Regions from separate parts of the Ovis aries genome. Here region 2 is linked to region 1. Evidence: chromatin contacts called from public Hi-C data. All regions are on one chromosome and are shown on one strand. The core of a region is the stretch at or near the end of the contact, and the rest is flanking DNA. Distances in the headings are between cores, read along the strand shown.

Region 1 (7,623 bases), core at 3,405-5,904:
TGCCACCCCCTTCTCCTTGGCCTTCAGTCTTTCCAGGTATCTTTTCCAATGAGTCAGCTCTCTGCACAGGTGGCCGAAGTATTGGACCTTCAGCTTCAGCAGCAGTGCTTCCAGTGAATATTCAAGGTTGATTTCCTTTAGGATTGAATAGTTTAATCTCCTAGCTGTCCAAGGGACTCTCAAGACTCTTCTCCAGGACCAAGGAACTCAGTTCAGTTCAGTTGCTCAGTTATGTCCGACTCATTGTGACCCCGTGGACAGCAACATGCCAGGCTTCCCTGTCTGTCACCAACTCCTGGAGCTTGCTCAAACTCATGTCCATTGAGTGAGTCAGTGATGCCATCCAACCGAATTATCCTCTGTTGTCCCCTTCTCCTCTTGCCTTCAATCTTTCCCAGCATCAGGATCTTTTCTAATGGGTCAGTTCTTTGCATCAGATGGCCAAAGTATTGGAGTTTCAGCTTCAGCACCAGTCCTTCCAATGAATATTCAGGACTGATTTCCTTTAGGATGGACTGGCTGGATCTCCTTGCAGTCCAAGGGACTGTCGAGAGTCTTCTCCAACACTACAGTTCAAAAGTATCAATTCTTAGGTGCTCAGCTTTCTTTATAGTTCAACTCTCACATCCATATATGACTACTGGAAAAACCATAGCCTTAACTAGATGGACCTTTGTTGGCAAAGTAACGTCTCTGCTTTTTAACATGCTCTCTAGGGTGGTCATAGCATTTCTTCCAAGGAGCAAGCGTCTTTTAACTTCATGGCTACAGTCACCATCTGCAGTGGTTTTGGAGCCTCCCAAAATAAAGTCTCTCACTGTTTCCCCATCTATTTGCCATGAAGTGATGGGTCTGGATGCCATGATCTTAGTTTTTTGAATTCTGAGTTTTAAGCCAACTTTTTCACTCTCCTCTTTCACTTTCATCAAGGGGCTTTTTAGTTCTTCTTTGCTCTCTGCCATAAGGGTGGTGTCATCTGCATATCTGAGGTTATTGCTGTTTCTCCTGGCAATCTTGATTCCAGCTTGTGCTTCATCCAGCCTGGCATTTCACATGATATACTCTGCATATAAATTAAAAAAGCAGGGTGACAATATATAGCCTTGACATACTCCTTTCCCAATTTGGAATCAGTCTGTTGTTTCAGGTCTGGTTCTAACTGTTGCTTCTTGACCTGCATACAGATTTCTTAGGAGGCAGGTAAGGTGATCTGGTATTTCCATCTCTTGAAGAATTTTCCACAGTTTGTTTCCACACAGTCAAAGGCTTTGGCATAGTCAATAAAAAGAAGTAGATGTTTTTCTGGAACTCTCTTGCTTTTCTGATTATCCAAGGGATGTTGGCAATTTGATCTCTGGTTCCTCTGCCCTGTCTAACTCCAGCTTGAACATCTGGAAGTTCACGGTTCACGTACTGTTGAAGCCTGGCTTGGAGAATTTTGAGCATTTCTTTACTAGCACGTGAGATGAGTGCAATTGTGTGGTAGTTTGAGCATTCCTTGGCATTGCCTTTCTTTGGGATTGGAATGAAAACTGACCTTTCCAGTCCTATGGTCACTGCTGAGTTTTCCAAATTTGCTGGCATATTGAGTGCAGCACTTTCATGGCATCATCTTTTAGGATTTGAAACAGCTCAACTGGAATTCCATCACTTCCACTGGCTTTGTTCGTAGTGACGCTTCTTAAGGCCCATTTGACTTCACATTCCAGGATGTCTGGCTGTAGGTGAGTGATCACACCATCGTGTTACCTAGGTCATGAACATCTTTTTTGTACAGTTCTGTGTATTCTTGCCACTTCTTCTTAATGCTTCTGTTAGGTCCATACCATTTCTGTCTTTTATTGTGCCCATCTTTGCATGAAATGTTACCAAGGGATGGGTAACTCCTATTTGTCCTCCCTTTCACATTGCCCCAAGCTACTTACTCTGAGTCTGTATGCATGCTCTGCTGCTGCGGATGCTGCTCAGTTGCTTCAGTCGTGTCCGACTCTGTGCAACCCCATAGACGGCAGCCCACCAAGGCTCCCCCGTCCCTGGGATTCTCCAGGCAAGAACACTAGAGTGGGTTGCCATTTCCTTCTCCAATGCGTCAAAGTGAAAAGTGAAAGTGAAGTCGCTCAGTTGTGTCCGACTCTTAGCGACCACACGGACTGCAGCCCAGCAGGCTCCTCCATCCACGGGATTTTCCAGACAAGAGTACTGGAGTGGGGTGCCATTGCCTTCTCTAGTACGCATGCTCAATCATGTCCAACTCTTTGTGACCCCATGGACTGTGGCCCACCAGGCTCCTCAGTCCATCAAGTTTTCCAGGCAAGAATACTCCAGGGGAATCTTCCGAACCCAGGGATCGAACCCACATCTTCTGTGTCTCCTGCATTGGCAGTCAGATTCTTTACCACTGAGCCACCTGGGAAGCATTCCGAATCTTTAACCTTTCAGTTATCCTGATTATATTTGCAACTAAGTCATGCAAGCAAAAGTTATTTTCACATAATCATGAGGTCCTTTTAGAGCTATCCAGTTTAATTCTGGAAGTACTCAGGGTTCCCCTCTTTCTTGATTTTTCTTTCCTGTCTGGAATGGAATGTTGGGCTCCACATGTTGTTGAGACTGTGAGAAACTTTGAACCCATAAGTTCAAGCTTGGTGAGTATGTGTCTGTTTCCTGGACGCACTTGCCAAGGACCTGTATAAAAAGTGAATCTGCCCCCCCAGGGCCTGTTGGATCTGCTCCGGGATAATGGGTGCCCTGGGGTTCTTCTTGTCCCTAACCAGAAGCTATTTCCTGTCCTCTGGGTCGGCCTGCAGCCTGCTCTGACCCGCCGGGGCCGTGGTGCTGGGCTGGAGCCCCCAGTGCTGCACGTCTCCCTGAGCCGCAAGGTGGGCCACGCCGGTCACGTCTCCCTGGACAAAGCAGAAATAAATCACACACCAGCCCCTGCTTAAGATCTGATGAAATTCTCCATTTCCTCTCCAAATTGAATTCCTCCCGAAGGATTGGAGCGGCTCCTGAGAGTAATGAAGGCACTCCTTCCTCCTCTGCTAGAAGCGTGTTTTAAATTAGCGGACACAGCCTTCTAATCTGCGTCGGGAGGGAGCTTTTAGGAACAGTCTTGAGAAACTGTTTTCAGACCAGAAATGATATTTTTAAACTTGGGGGCGGGGAGGCAGCAGACAGACAATACCACGTGGCCTTTGTCGGGAGGCAGCCCCGCTGGTGGTCTCCTGGGAAGGAAGGAGCACACGCGTCCTGCTGGGGCCCTGCCCGGCCCCCTGCCCTCCCCGCCCCCCTGCCCTGCCCCACCCCCTGCTCTGCCCCGCTGGCCCCAAGATCACTTGCAGTGAGAATTTATGACGGAGAATACAAATAAGAGGGGATTGTGCTTTTTGAGAGTTGAAAATATTCCTTTCCCACCCATTTCTTATTTGGGAAAAATGATCAACTCTGTGATTTTGAAAAAAAGTTTTAAAAGAACCATTTTTAGGATGAAGATGTCACTGAAGTGATTATCTTCCATCCTCTGTAATGATGATGAATCAACAATTTGGCATTTGTAGAGGCAGTTGACACAGGCCCTTTCAAGGGAAAAAAGAAAAAAAGAAAACCCGTTTTCAAATGGAGCTTGTCAGAGTGAAGACTGATGCCCGGCTGACTGACTAGGACCAAGAATACAATTCTGACAACTTGGGAAAATGTGAGGAGCCCAGGGGTGAAACTTATAAATCAAGTGAAAGGTTTGAGTAGAAAATTCTAAACATTCATTCTGTTTTGAAGGAGGGTGTGAAAGAGATTATCTGTTGGTAGAGGAATATTTAATATTACTCCTTGAAGTGAGTTTGAGCATTATACTGTTCTTCATTCATTGTTGAAAAAAAGCAGTTTAAAAATTCTAGTTACCATGAAAAATCCTGACATTTAAGTTCAAAAGGAGAGGAGTAAATTCTCCTTAACTTGAAAAAAAATTGTATTGGTCCTTTTATGTCAGGATTTTGTTAACAACCCTTGAGAAAGATTATCAAAACCTCACTCTGCGTTTTAATTTAGTTTAAGAAAAAAGCCATTTTCTTTATAGGGAGGTATGATCCATAGGTAAAACCCAACCTTAGACAGAAAACTCCGCTGCAGGAGAATTTGGGATCTGGTTCTCAAACTGGAAAATTGCTTTTCAGGGAGAAGGTCATGTTTTTCACTGATAATAGGGTCACTTGTATCAAGCGAAATGCGCATCCTTCCAATCTAGAAGGAAGTTTAAACTTCGGTTTTCTCAGAAGACAGTAGGAAACACATTTCTCTCTGGCTAGGAAGAGAGTATTGAGGACAGGGAATGGGAATTTAGGCACCAGTCCAGCAATGTCTGGATCTGTCCTAAGCCCAACCAAGGCCAGGGTGGTATCTCCAAAATACCGGGTCTGGTGGAGACAACGAAGACTGTTGAAGGGGAAAAATTACAGGACAGGAAAATGAAATGCCACCCCCACACAGCTGCTTTGTGCATTCCTTCAGCCCTCTCAGACTTTGATATTTGCATAAAAGGGCCTGGATCAACTTCCACACTGGGACAAAGCAGCCAGCAGGTCGCCGTGGACGGCGCAGGCTTTTCCTCATGAACAGTCTGCAATTTCACAGTCATCAGCGTGTGTACCGCTCCTGGGCCGAGGGGTCAGCTCAGCCACACCACGTCTGTAACTCTGCGTGCACCGTCTGGATCTCTGGCCAGCAGACCTTTCCAACGCAGGCTTGTCTTTGAGCCTGTTTACAAAGCCTGAAGTTACTTCTGTTTTGTTTTAGCCAAAAGGGTGAAGTGCTGCCAGCAGTATGTCTGGAATGTTATTTACTTGGTACATTTCTGTGGCTTTTCTTTGTAGCGCTGCACATGCCAGAGCAAGGGGTCATTTACTTGAAAATGCCAGGTTTCGCAGTTTGTCTTCTCCATGGGCGACTTTCTCAGGAAGAGGAAGTTTAGCTCCTGTGCCTCTTGGTTCCCTCCCACCCTCCTCCCTTCTCTCACCCTTCCCTCTTTTCCTTCCTGCGTTGCTTCCTGCCTTCCTTTTTCTCCCTCTGAGTTAGTGCTCTGAAATACTGTTGGCGCCTGCTGCATTGCACCCTTATATCCTAAAGGTCCCAGCTACACTTTTATTTCCCAGAGTTTCTGGTGGACTCTGCTGAGATCCTGGCAGACGCTTTCTCATTTGCGTGCCTGCCCTGTTATTATTTCACATGAAAGCTGTCTGTTTTGGCACACATGACTGCCGCGATTTCAGTTGAGCTCCCTGAGCTGAATGGGTGATGTTGTGCAAGGGAAATACAGGTGGGGTTTTCTCTACTGGTGGCCGTGGGGGCGGAGGACAAATCTGCAAGCAGTTCTGGCTTGTGCAGAGCCCACATGATGGCAAATGCGTGGCTTTTAAACGAAGGAACCAGTGTGTACAGTTTCTTAATTTGGAAGGTTTCACAACTGCTTGTGTTCAATTGATGGAGGAGAGGTGTTGTTTTTTTTTTTTTTTTTCAAAGCAAATTCTTCATTCATAAGACTGTAAACAAGTCCTGGATAAATGAGAAATACCGAAGCACAGGAGGTACTCCCTTTACCTCTTCTCTTGTCAGCCTCCCTTCCTGCCATTTCATCAATGCAGCTCTAATCATGGTGTTTGGAGTTTTAAAGCAAAGTATGGGAAATGAGATTAGATATTAATAAATCTCCCTGGCTGGTGCCAGCCCCGGGGCCATTTGCACACCTGAGTGAGTTAACTTCCTTCTCTCTGCCTATCATTGTGTCATGTGAATTATAAGCATCTGTAGATAGGAAAAGATACCTTTGAAAACCTCAGCCTTACAGAGATTCAGCCTTTATCACAGTCTCTTGAAACCTCACCCATCCATGGCACCTGTGAGTTTGTTACCTCTGTAACCAGCCCTGGCCTGAAATAGAAAATGTTTGGTTCCATTCTTCTCGGCTTTTCCTGTCCTTCTGCGTGACTTCTCACTTTGTCTGTAAGCTACTCGGATTTTTGGCTGAAGGGTCTTCTTTGATCAGTGTCTTGACAACATGGGCTTCACGTTCCCACACCTGCTCTTCTTTTACAGTCCAGATTTCAGGGTAAATGCTTCCATCGCCTTGTAATTTCTTCAGTGTAAACCTCAGTGCAGGTTACTTATTACAGGTAATAGCCTTTTGATGACGGAGACAACTGCTTGGCAGAAACGGCAGCCTGAGCCGCTGCCAGGAACGCAAACTGCCACTTTATTTATTTCTAAAAGCATCTAAGCTGCGAGCCTATCGGTCGTGATCTAGCATGCACATGATAATAACAGGCTGGCAGGGCTGAGAAAGCTGCCCCAGGGGGTGGCCGTGACGACAGGCCCTGACAAGACTCTTGTGTGTTTTCTCTCCCATTATCCCCAGCCCACACATCGTCTTCCTCTCTCAGAGCACCTTGACTGGAATGAGCCAGCTCTGTGGGACCCGTCTCTGCCATGAAATTGCTCACGCCTGGTTTGGCCTGGCGATTGGGGCTCGAGACTGGACGGAGGAGTGGCTGAGTGAAGGGTTCGCCACTCACTTGGAAGATGTATTCTGGGCCAAGGCACAGCAGGTAAGTTTCAAGTGCACTAAGCATTTCAGTATCCAGAGTCAAGTTCAACTGAGTCTTTCGCTCATTCAACAGAAAAGTATTGAGTGCTCATTATGCACCTAGCCCCTTGTTCTGTTTGCTTTGTAAATGAGAAGGGAGACCTTGCTCCCCATGGGGTTCACTGGGGTTCGTGATCTAGTGATGACAGGGAGACCAGGTAGGTAAACGACAGCATCTGCAACTTGCAGGGATGAGTACTGTCAAGAAAACGAAGCCAGATAGAGAGGGGTGGAGGAAGTGCTGTTTTAGAAGGTGCTCATCGGAGAAGGTCTCTGATGAGGAGACGTTTGAGCAAAGACTTGCAGGACAGGTGGTGCTGCGGCATACTCAAGCACTCCTTTGTGGTTGTGGTTGTGTTGACATCGACCGTGTTCTGCTTTGTTAAGTGATGAGATGAAAGTTTAAATCCAGAGTCATGATTTTAGATGTCTGCTCAAGTAATGAGGAATGAAGCAGTCGGTGTTGCAGATTAGGGAACGGGGAGGACTGTGGTACACCGGCCGCTTCCCCTCAGTTCTGACCAATTGCTGTCATGTTGAAAGGAGGGCTTGATAGAGCCTGGACTTCTAGTGTTTTGAAAGAAACTATGACTCTGGATTTTTATGTGAAATTTATCAGTGTGAAAAATATGCAGACCAAATACACACCGAGGCCAGACCTGCTCAACACACTCCTAGTTTACAACCTCTGCTTAAGAATTCGCCACCAGCAATAAGGAAGCTAACCTGCTTCCTGCTTACCTCCTGCTTGTTTTCCAATTCCTAATATCTGGTCACATCTTTTCCCCTACCATCTCTGCATACTGGACGATTTGAATTCTGAAATTCACAAGTTTGTACACATCTGCATGATTTTGTTCAAGTTCCTTCTGCCTGTTGAAATCCTGTATATCTTTCACTAGCCAGCTCAAGGTCACCTTCCTTTGATAGCCCAGGCTCTTCATCTCATTCACAGTTCAGTAATGCTCTTCTAGAAACTTTGAGTTTCCACT
Region 2 (7,623 bases), core at 3,098-5,597, 72 kb before region 1:
TCACTTATTCTGAAATAAGTGAGGAGAGGCAGAGCACACAGAGTGCTGGAGGAGGGCCCACCTGACCTGAGTATGCATCCCAGCTTGGCCTCCTGACAGCTACTTCTCCCTGGGAGAGCCCGTGTCCACTTCAGTTTCTCATCTGTACAATGGGGCAGCTGAGCTAAGTGATCTCCAAAATCCTTTCCTACTCCCTAAACATTATGACAAGTGAAATATTTTTAATGGTTTTAACTGATTCCCAGTTATGTCCTGGACTGTCTGAGAAGCACATTTGCTCGGGAAATTTTCTTACATTAAAATATCTTCACCTTCCTGCCTTGCCTCTGTCAAAATTGGGCAGCATTGAGTTACCTCACTGAATTCCCTCAACCACATTTTCTCTCTCTCCCTCATCATCTAGAGTTCTCTTTATGCTCTCTTACACAGCTCTTATGATAGTCATTTCTTCAAGCAGATTTTAACTGCTGTAAAATTCACCTCACGTATGTTCATCTTAAACTGCAGAGCCATATTGACAACAGCTTTGAAAATTTCCGATTTCCCTTAGCAGGATTAATTTCCAATGACTTAATATCCTTTTCCCATCTGGAGACACTGAATGAAATAATAGCAAGATGGCTGCTCTAGCAAGAGAGCTATTATCCCTGTCCTCCAAGTGGGAATATTCAGTTCAGTCCAGTTGCTCAGTCGTGTCTGACTCTGCGACCCCATGGACTGCAGCATTCCAGGCCTCCCTGTCCATCACCAACTCCCAGAACCTACTCAAACTCATATCCATTGCATCAGTGACGCCATCTAACCATCTCATCCTCTGTCATCCCCTTCTCCTTCCACCTTCCATCTTTCCCACATCAGGGTCTTTTCCAATGAGTCAATTCTTTGCATCAGGTGGCCAAAGTATTAGAATTTATGCTTCAGTATCAGTCCTTCCAAGAATATTCAGGACTGATCTCCTTTAGGATGGACTGGTTGTATCTCCTTGCAGTCCAAGGGACTCTCAAGAGTCTTCTCCAACACCACAGTTCAAAAGCATCAATTCTTTGGCACTCAGATTTCTTCACAGTCCAACTCCCACATCCATACATGACTATTGGAAAACCACAGCTTTGACTAGACAGATCTTTGCTGGCAAAGTAATATTTCTGCTTTTTAATATACTGTCTAGGTTGATCATAGCTTTTCTTCCAAGGAGCAAGCATATTTTAATTTCATGATGGCAGTCACCATCTGCAGTGATTTTCGAGCCCCCCGAAAATAAAGTCTGTCACTGTTTCCACTATTTCCCCATCTATTTGCCGTGAAGTGATGGGACTGGATGCCATGATCTTAGTTTTCTGAATGTTGAGTTTTAAGCCAACTTTTTCACTCTCCTCTTTCATTTTCATCAAGAGGCTCTTTAGTTTTTCTTCACTTTCTGCCATAAGGGTAGTGTCTGTGTATCTGAAGTTATTGATATTTTTCCTGGCAGTCTTGAGTCCAGCTTGTGCTTCATCCAGCCCAGCATTTGGCATGATGTACACAGCATATAAGTGGGAATATTACAAGTATGTTAAAATGTATTTATTCACAGTACACATCATCTCATAAGTAGTATTTGACTTCTAATGAGTTAAAATAAGTCATTGAAAATGTATATTTCTCAGCATCTTGTCTTACAAAATTATAGATTGTCTTGAACCAGGGCATATATGCTATCAGTTTGCCAAACTCATACCTTTAATATATGGGGCAAAAACTATGACCCCTAGGTAGGCTGAAAGATAGATTTGAAAGTACAAGCCCTTTAAATGTCATGGAATATGATCCTTTAGGTATTTGAAGGTGGTTGTTTATCTATTATAAATAATTTAGTATATTGTATAAGTGAAAACATAAGATCACTGTGGGTCCGGAAACACTTTGGAGGCAATACTAAGCATTGTTTACTTTGGGTTGGACGTAAGTCCTGAGCTTTGTGGCATTTTTATCCTTGGTGGTCAGTTGTTTCTCTTGTTTTCTCTTTCCTGATCGCTAATTCTTGACTTTGGGAATATGGAGTAGAGACGATGCTGAGAATGGAGGTGTCCCGTTTATCCGTGGCTGAATAATATATGGTGCAATTCAGATGGGGAACATAGGGGAAGAGTAGAACTTCCCCCAGTATAAACCACTGTTTTGTAGCAGAATAATGTGATGGACTCTGTATTAGCTGTATTATGTTCCTATAGCTGCTATAACAAATTACCACAAACTTGTTGATTTAAAACAATCGAAATTGATCCTCTCGCAGTTCTGGAGGCCAAAAGTCTGAAACCAGAATGACTGGGCTGAAACCAAGGTGTTGGCAGAGCCGCACTGCCTCCTCAAGCTGTAGGAGACAACCTGTTCCTTGCCTCTTTACTCTCTGTTGGTGGCCAATATTTTTTGTCTTGTGGCTGCGCCACTCCAGTATTCAAGACCAGCGTCTTCAAATACCTTTCTGTTCTGTTCTCATCTCCCCCATTTCTTCTATGTGTCAAATCTCCCCCAGCCTTTCTCTTTTTGAGCACTTGTGATTGCATGTAGGGCTGGCCTGGACAATCCGGGATAATAATCTCCCCACCTCAAGATTCCTAACTTAATCCCCTCTAAAGACCTTCTCCCTTTTCCCTTATTGATTGCTATATGAGGTGACATTCACAGGTTTCAGGAATTAGGATATAGATAACCTTTTGTGTGCTCAGATGTGTCTGACTATTTGTGACCCCATGGACTGTAGCCCACCAGACTCCTCTGTCCATGGGATTTTCCAGGGAAGAATAGTAAGAGTGGGTTGCCATTTCCTTCTCCAGAGGATCTTTCTGACCCAGGGATCAAAGCAGGGTCTCCTGTGTCTCTTGCATTGGCAGATGGATTCTTTACTACTGAACCACCTGGGAAGCCATAACTATCTTTTTGGGGGGGGTGGTAATTTTTCAGCACATTATCACAGTTTCCATTTGCTCCAAATGAATTCACTAAATATCATGGCTCCTATATTTTCCATATCTCCTATACCTTCTTCTTGTCCTGATATAATCTAATAAGTGTTAAGAACATAAATATATTAATTCAAACTAAGTAATTTATTTAGGACCTGCTATGTGGCTGCCACTAAATTCTGTGACTACAGTAGTGAACAAACAGATACAGTCCCTGTCCTCATGGGGTTTATAGTCTTGCTGGGGAATTGGATATTAAACAAATACTCTGAAAAATATAATATTACAAACTGGTAGATGCTATTCGGAAGAAGTGGCTCCTGACAAGCTCTTAGGGAAGGTTCCTCTGAGGAAGTAGTGTTTCAGCTGAGATCTGAAAGATGGTATGAAGTAAGCCAGGCTAGGAGTAGAAGGAAGAGGACTTCACACACAGGATAACCTGTAGTTAGAAGGAATGTGCAGCCCTGGAGGACCTGAAAGAAGTGTTGGTAGGACCTAGGGAGTTGTGGCGGATTAGGGTGAGATGAGATTGGAGATGTCACAGATTAGGCAGGGCCTTCTAGAAATCTGAGCTTCATCTTAAGTGTATAAGGAAGACGATGAGTTTAGCACAGTGACAGAGTGGGAATAGGAGTGGGCATGGCATGATCTGGTTTGCGTTTTCACAGAATTACCCTGGATTCTGGTTGGAAAATAAATTGACAGTGATGGGAGCGGTGGCAGTGGAATATGAGAGCAGAGGTTTGGCCAGAGGCCGGGTAAGAGGCAAAGGTGGCTTGGACCAGTGTAGAGATGGTGACTGTGGGAGAAATTGGAGAGATTCAAGATGTGCTTTAGAGAAATGGCAAAACTTGCAAGTTTTATGTGGGGGAGCTGTGAGAGAGGGAGGTGTCAAGGATTTGAATCCCAAGTTCCTGGCATAAGCAGCGAAATGGATGGGGGTGCCGCTGAAGGTGGGAGGACAGGAAGAGCACTTTTGGAGAAAAGATCCTGAGTTCAAGTTTGTACGTGTTAACTTTTGAGATGTCCCTTGGCACAGTGCCTGGCACAGAGCACACCACAAATAGTTACTTCTATTTCAGTCAGTTATTTCAAAATTATGACTGGCCTTTGAGTCAATAGACTTCGGTTCTTGCTGTGACTAGGCCACTTCTCATACATAAACCTATCTGGGCTTCGGCATCCTCATCTGTAAGTGGGAGTCTATCAAACTCGATGAGTTTTGTGCTCCCTTTCAGCTTTAATCTGCCTGCAGTGCCATGAAATTCTTCGGTCTTGAGCACCTGGAACGCTGCTCTGGCCAGCTGGATCCTCTTCAAAGAGTCTGATGCACTAGAACTGTGCGTATGGGTGGCAGTTTCTGGTGGAAGCTGACGCAGAGGGAGGCCTGGCCAAGGCAAACTGTGGCTAGTGAGGAGGCCTCGTGACGAAGGGGAAGGATGTGGTTTGAGGAGAGCGGCAGCTGCTGTTGTCACCAAATGAGCCTGAAATTCACCGCACTTTAGAGGATACTGCAACCCGGGATGGCTGTCCATTAACTGGCGAATTAATGTGATTTGGGGGCGTATGGAGAAATGGTGATGGGCAGAAAAGAAGATGAGGAGAGAAAATCATACTTGCTGTGCACTCTTCTGTTGTGAGTTAGAGTCATTGTTGGAACCAGAGTGGGTGTCAGGGATAGATCATCTCCAGTCCAACTCCCTTCATTTGCAGAGAAAGAAGCCAAGGTCACCAGCAGTTTTCACTGTGGCAGAGACGAACCAACACTCAAGCCTCCTCACAGCTGGTCTGTGCTTTCTTGCTCTACTAGGCTGCCAGCGGTGATTCTGGGGAGCAATTTTAGGCCCAATTTTGGAAAAGGGTCAGGTTTGGTTTCATTTACCTTAGACCAGATCCCAGAGAGGTTACTTACTCCTCCCAAAACTCCAGATAGAAAAACACTTCGTGTGACTTGTTGCACTTTGGGCCCTCTCCTCAGTCAGCACTTTGTTAGTCACTAGTAAAGCCAGCTGGGCCTTGAGTCCACAGGGATCCTCCATTTTACTCACCTCATCTGGGCTACCCAGTGGTCACAACAAGTACTGACTCTTCCAAAACACATTCTGCGACTGAAGGCTGTGCCCAGGTCTTTCATTAGATTGGACAATGCCCTTTCCTCCAAAGGTATTAGTTGATTTTTTTTTTTTTTAAAGAATCTGAACTGTGGCTCTGTTTATGAAGAGTAGCTGAAAGGGCACTTTATTAGGAAAGTTGCTGCTTCATCCTGTGAATGTGGTTAGCTTGTGAGTAATTGAATTCCCTGGCCTCTTCTTTGGAAGCGATGACTGGTCAGCCTGTGGCTTTATTGTTATTTCACCAACATAGGAGGCAGATCACGCTACCACTACTTAACAGTTTAATTTAAAATGCCCCATTGGAGGTTGTAGGCAGGATTTCATGTGTGCCTGCTGCATAGCAGGAAGCACATTGCTCTAGAAGTCACCACTGGGCTGAGGTCTGATCAGGATCTCTACAGAAAAGCAAGGACCTGGGGTTGAGGCACTACTGAGTCAGCCCTGGGGACTCAGAAGCAGGGTGTTGTATGCAAGGCAGGGAGAATCTGTAGCACAGATTCATCTCCTAAATATGGGGTGAATTGTGAGGTAAGCCATCCTTTACGAGGATTCTCTTCAAGGCTGAGAGACCACATTCTGAGAAAAGGGAGGGCCCTTTTTCCAGAGGCCACACATCTGGTTGACCTCCTTCCAGTCTCCTTGAACATGCTGTGCTCATTACTGAACCAGTGGTTTCCCTGCTGTTGGTCCCCACCCTGGGGACACCCAGCCCATTACCAATGCCTCTCCAGATTCTGCCCCTCCTTCAAGGCTCACCTCAAGGGATAGTCCTGCCTGGAACCTTCCCCAAGAATCCCAGTCCTCATGACCCTTTGGTTTCTGAAATCCTTCGGAGATGGCCATCTCACTTCAGTTTCACTGTTTGTTCTTTGCCTCTGTGTGCTGTTTCCTCTAGGCGGGTGTGTTAGGAATGGGCGGATTGGCAGTTCATGCATGTTTTTTTCTGTTGGCTAAATCACTAACTTCTTAAGGATGAAAGCCTGGTCTTGAATTTCTTTATATTCTCTTATAGTGTCAGGTTTAATTCTGAAGACAATATGTGCTCACAAATACTGTCAGCGGTTCTTACCTTTGGATAAGGAAGACCAAGCGTACTATACCATTTTATGTGAGGAACTTGAACACCCATGCATTTTGGAATTGGCCAGCATCCTGGAACTAGTGGTCCATGGATACTGAGGAGTGACTGTACTTGCCTACTCACTGGAAAGAGTTCTCAATATGTTTATAAAATGATAGATTTTTAAAAGGCATATGTAAAGCCTACCTGTGCCTGTTTTTTAAATTATTTTCAAAATCATATCACTATCCAGTTTTGCTATGTGTAACAGAAAGCTCATAATAATAATGACTTAATTAAGGTAGAGGAAGAGTTGGACCACAAAGAAGACTGAGCCAAAGAATTGATGCTTTTGAATTGTGGTGCTGGAGAAGACTCTTGAGGGTCCCTTGGATTACAGGGAAATCAAATCAGTCAGTCCTAAAGGGGATCAGTCCTGAGTGTTTATTGGAAGTTGAAGCTGAAACTCCAATATTTTGGCCACCTGATTCCAAGAACTGCCTCCTTTTAAAAGATCCTGATGCTGGGAAAGATTGAAGGTGGGAGGAAAAGTGGACGACAGAGGATGAAATGGTTGGATGGCATCACTAACTCAATGGACATCAGTTTGAGCAAATTCTGGGAGATAATGGAGGACAAGGATGCCTGGCATGCTACAGTCATTGGGGTCACAAAGAGTTGGACACAACTTAGCAACTGAACAACTGCAGTTAAGGTAGACATTTATTTCTTCTCCATGTTAAAAAAAAAAAAAAGGCAGAAGTAGAGCCCAGGGTGGAGTGGGACTCCACAGGACAAGAACCCAACATTCTCTCTTGCTGCTGTGCTATGCTAACATGATTTTCATTCTCAAGGTCAACTCCTAGACTCTCAAAGTCAAGTCATAGTCCATAATGGTTGTTTGAGTTCCAGCCATTACATCACATCTTAGGCAGCAGGAAGGAGACAGAGGGGAAGAAGAGGCAAAGGAACCCCTCACATAGGCTGTCTTTCAAGGAGCTTTCCAAGAAGCTGTTGTTGAATGTTTTTGTTTATATCTTATTAGGTCACATCTAGTACACCTAGGAGAAGGCAATGGCACCCCACTCCAGTACTCTTGCCTGGAAAATCCTGTGGATGGAGGAGGGCTGCCGTCTATGGGGTCGCACAGAGTCGGACACGACTGAAGCAACTTAGCAGCGGCAGCAGCAGCAGTACACCTATCTGAGTTGGACCATAAAAAAGGCTGAAAGATTGAAGGCAGGAGGAGAAGGGAATGACAGAGGATGAGATGGTTGGATGGCATCACCAACTCAATGGATATGAGTTTGAGCAAACTCTGGGAGATGGTGAAGGACAGGGAAGCTTGGTGTGCTGCAGTCCATGGGGTCACAAAGAGTCAGGCATGACTGAGTGACTGAACACCACCACCTAGCTGCAAGGGAGGCTGGAGAATGTAGGCTTTGTTCATGGATGGAGGGCATGTATTCAGTGGAAATTTAGGGATACTAAGAAAGAAGAGGGAAAA

The links. Hi-C and Micro-C count contacts between places; a contact is called where the count stands out from the background.
Region 2: a contact with region 1 is called in a Hi-C map of liver, with 2.0 times the contacts expected there. The contact joins two enhancer-like sites. A contact is called at or near these places in 2 of 16 Hi-C or Micro-C datasets (liver and skin fibroblasts).

The regions. Positions count from the first base shown.
Region 1 is chr2:31,432,337-31,439,959 of ARS-UI_Ramb_v3.0, reverse strand. It overlaps AOPEP (aminopeptidase O (putative)), which reads left to right. Exons shown (of 15, transcript XM_042243057.2): 6 at 6,404-6,593. Among named protein-coding and RNA genes, the nearest start is that of MIR23B, 160 kb to the right of the region's middle. Within about 2 kb of position 4,654, at least 34 of the 54 cell types and tissues checked have an H3K27ac peak or open chromatin away from gene starts, as enhancers often do. A contact at or near this core is called in liver, where this site is marked.
Region 2 is chr2:31,504,000-31,511,622 of ARS-UI_Ramb_v3.0, reverse strand. All of the region lies in intron 5 of AOPEP (aminopeptidase O (putative)), which reads left to right. Among named protein-coding and RNA genes, the nearest start is that of AOPEP, 180 kb to the left of the region's middle. Within about 2 kb of position 4,347, at least 17 of the 54 cell types and tissues checked have an H3K27ac peak or open chromatin away from gene starts, as enhancers often do. A contact at or near this core is called in liver, where this site is marked.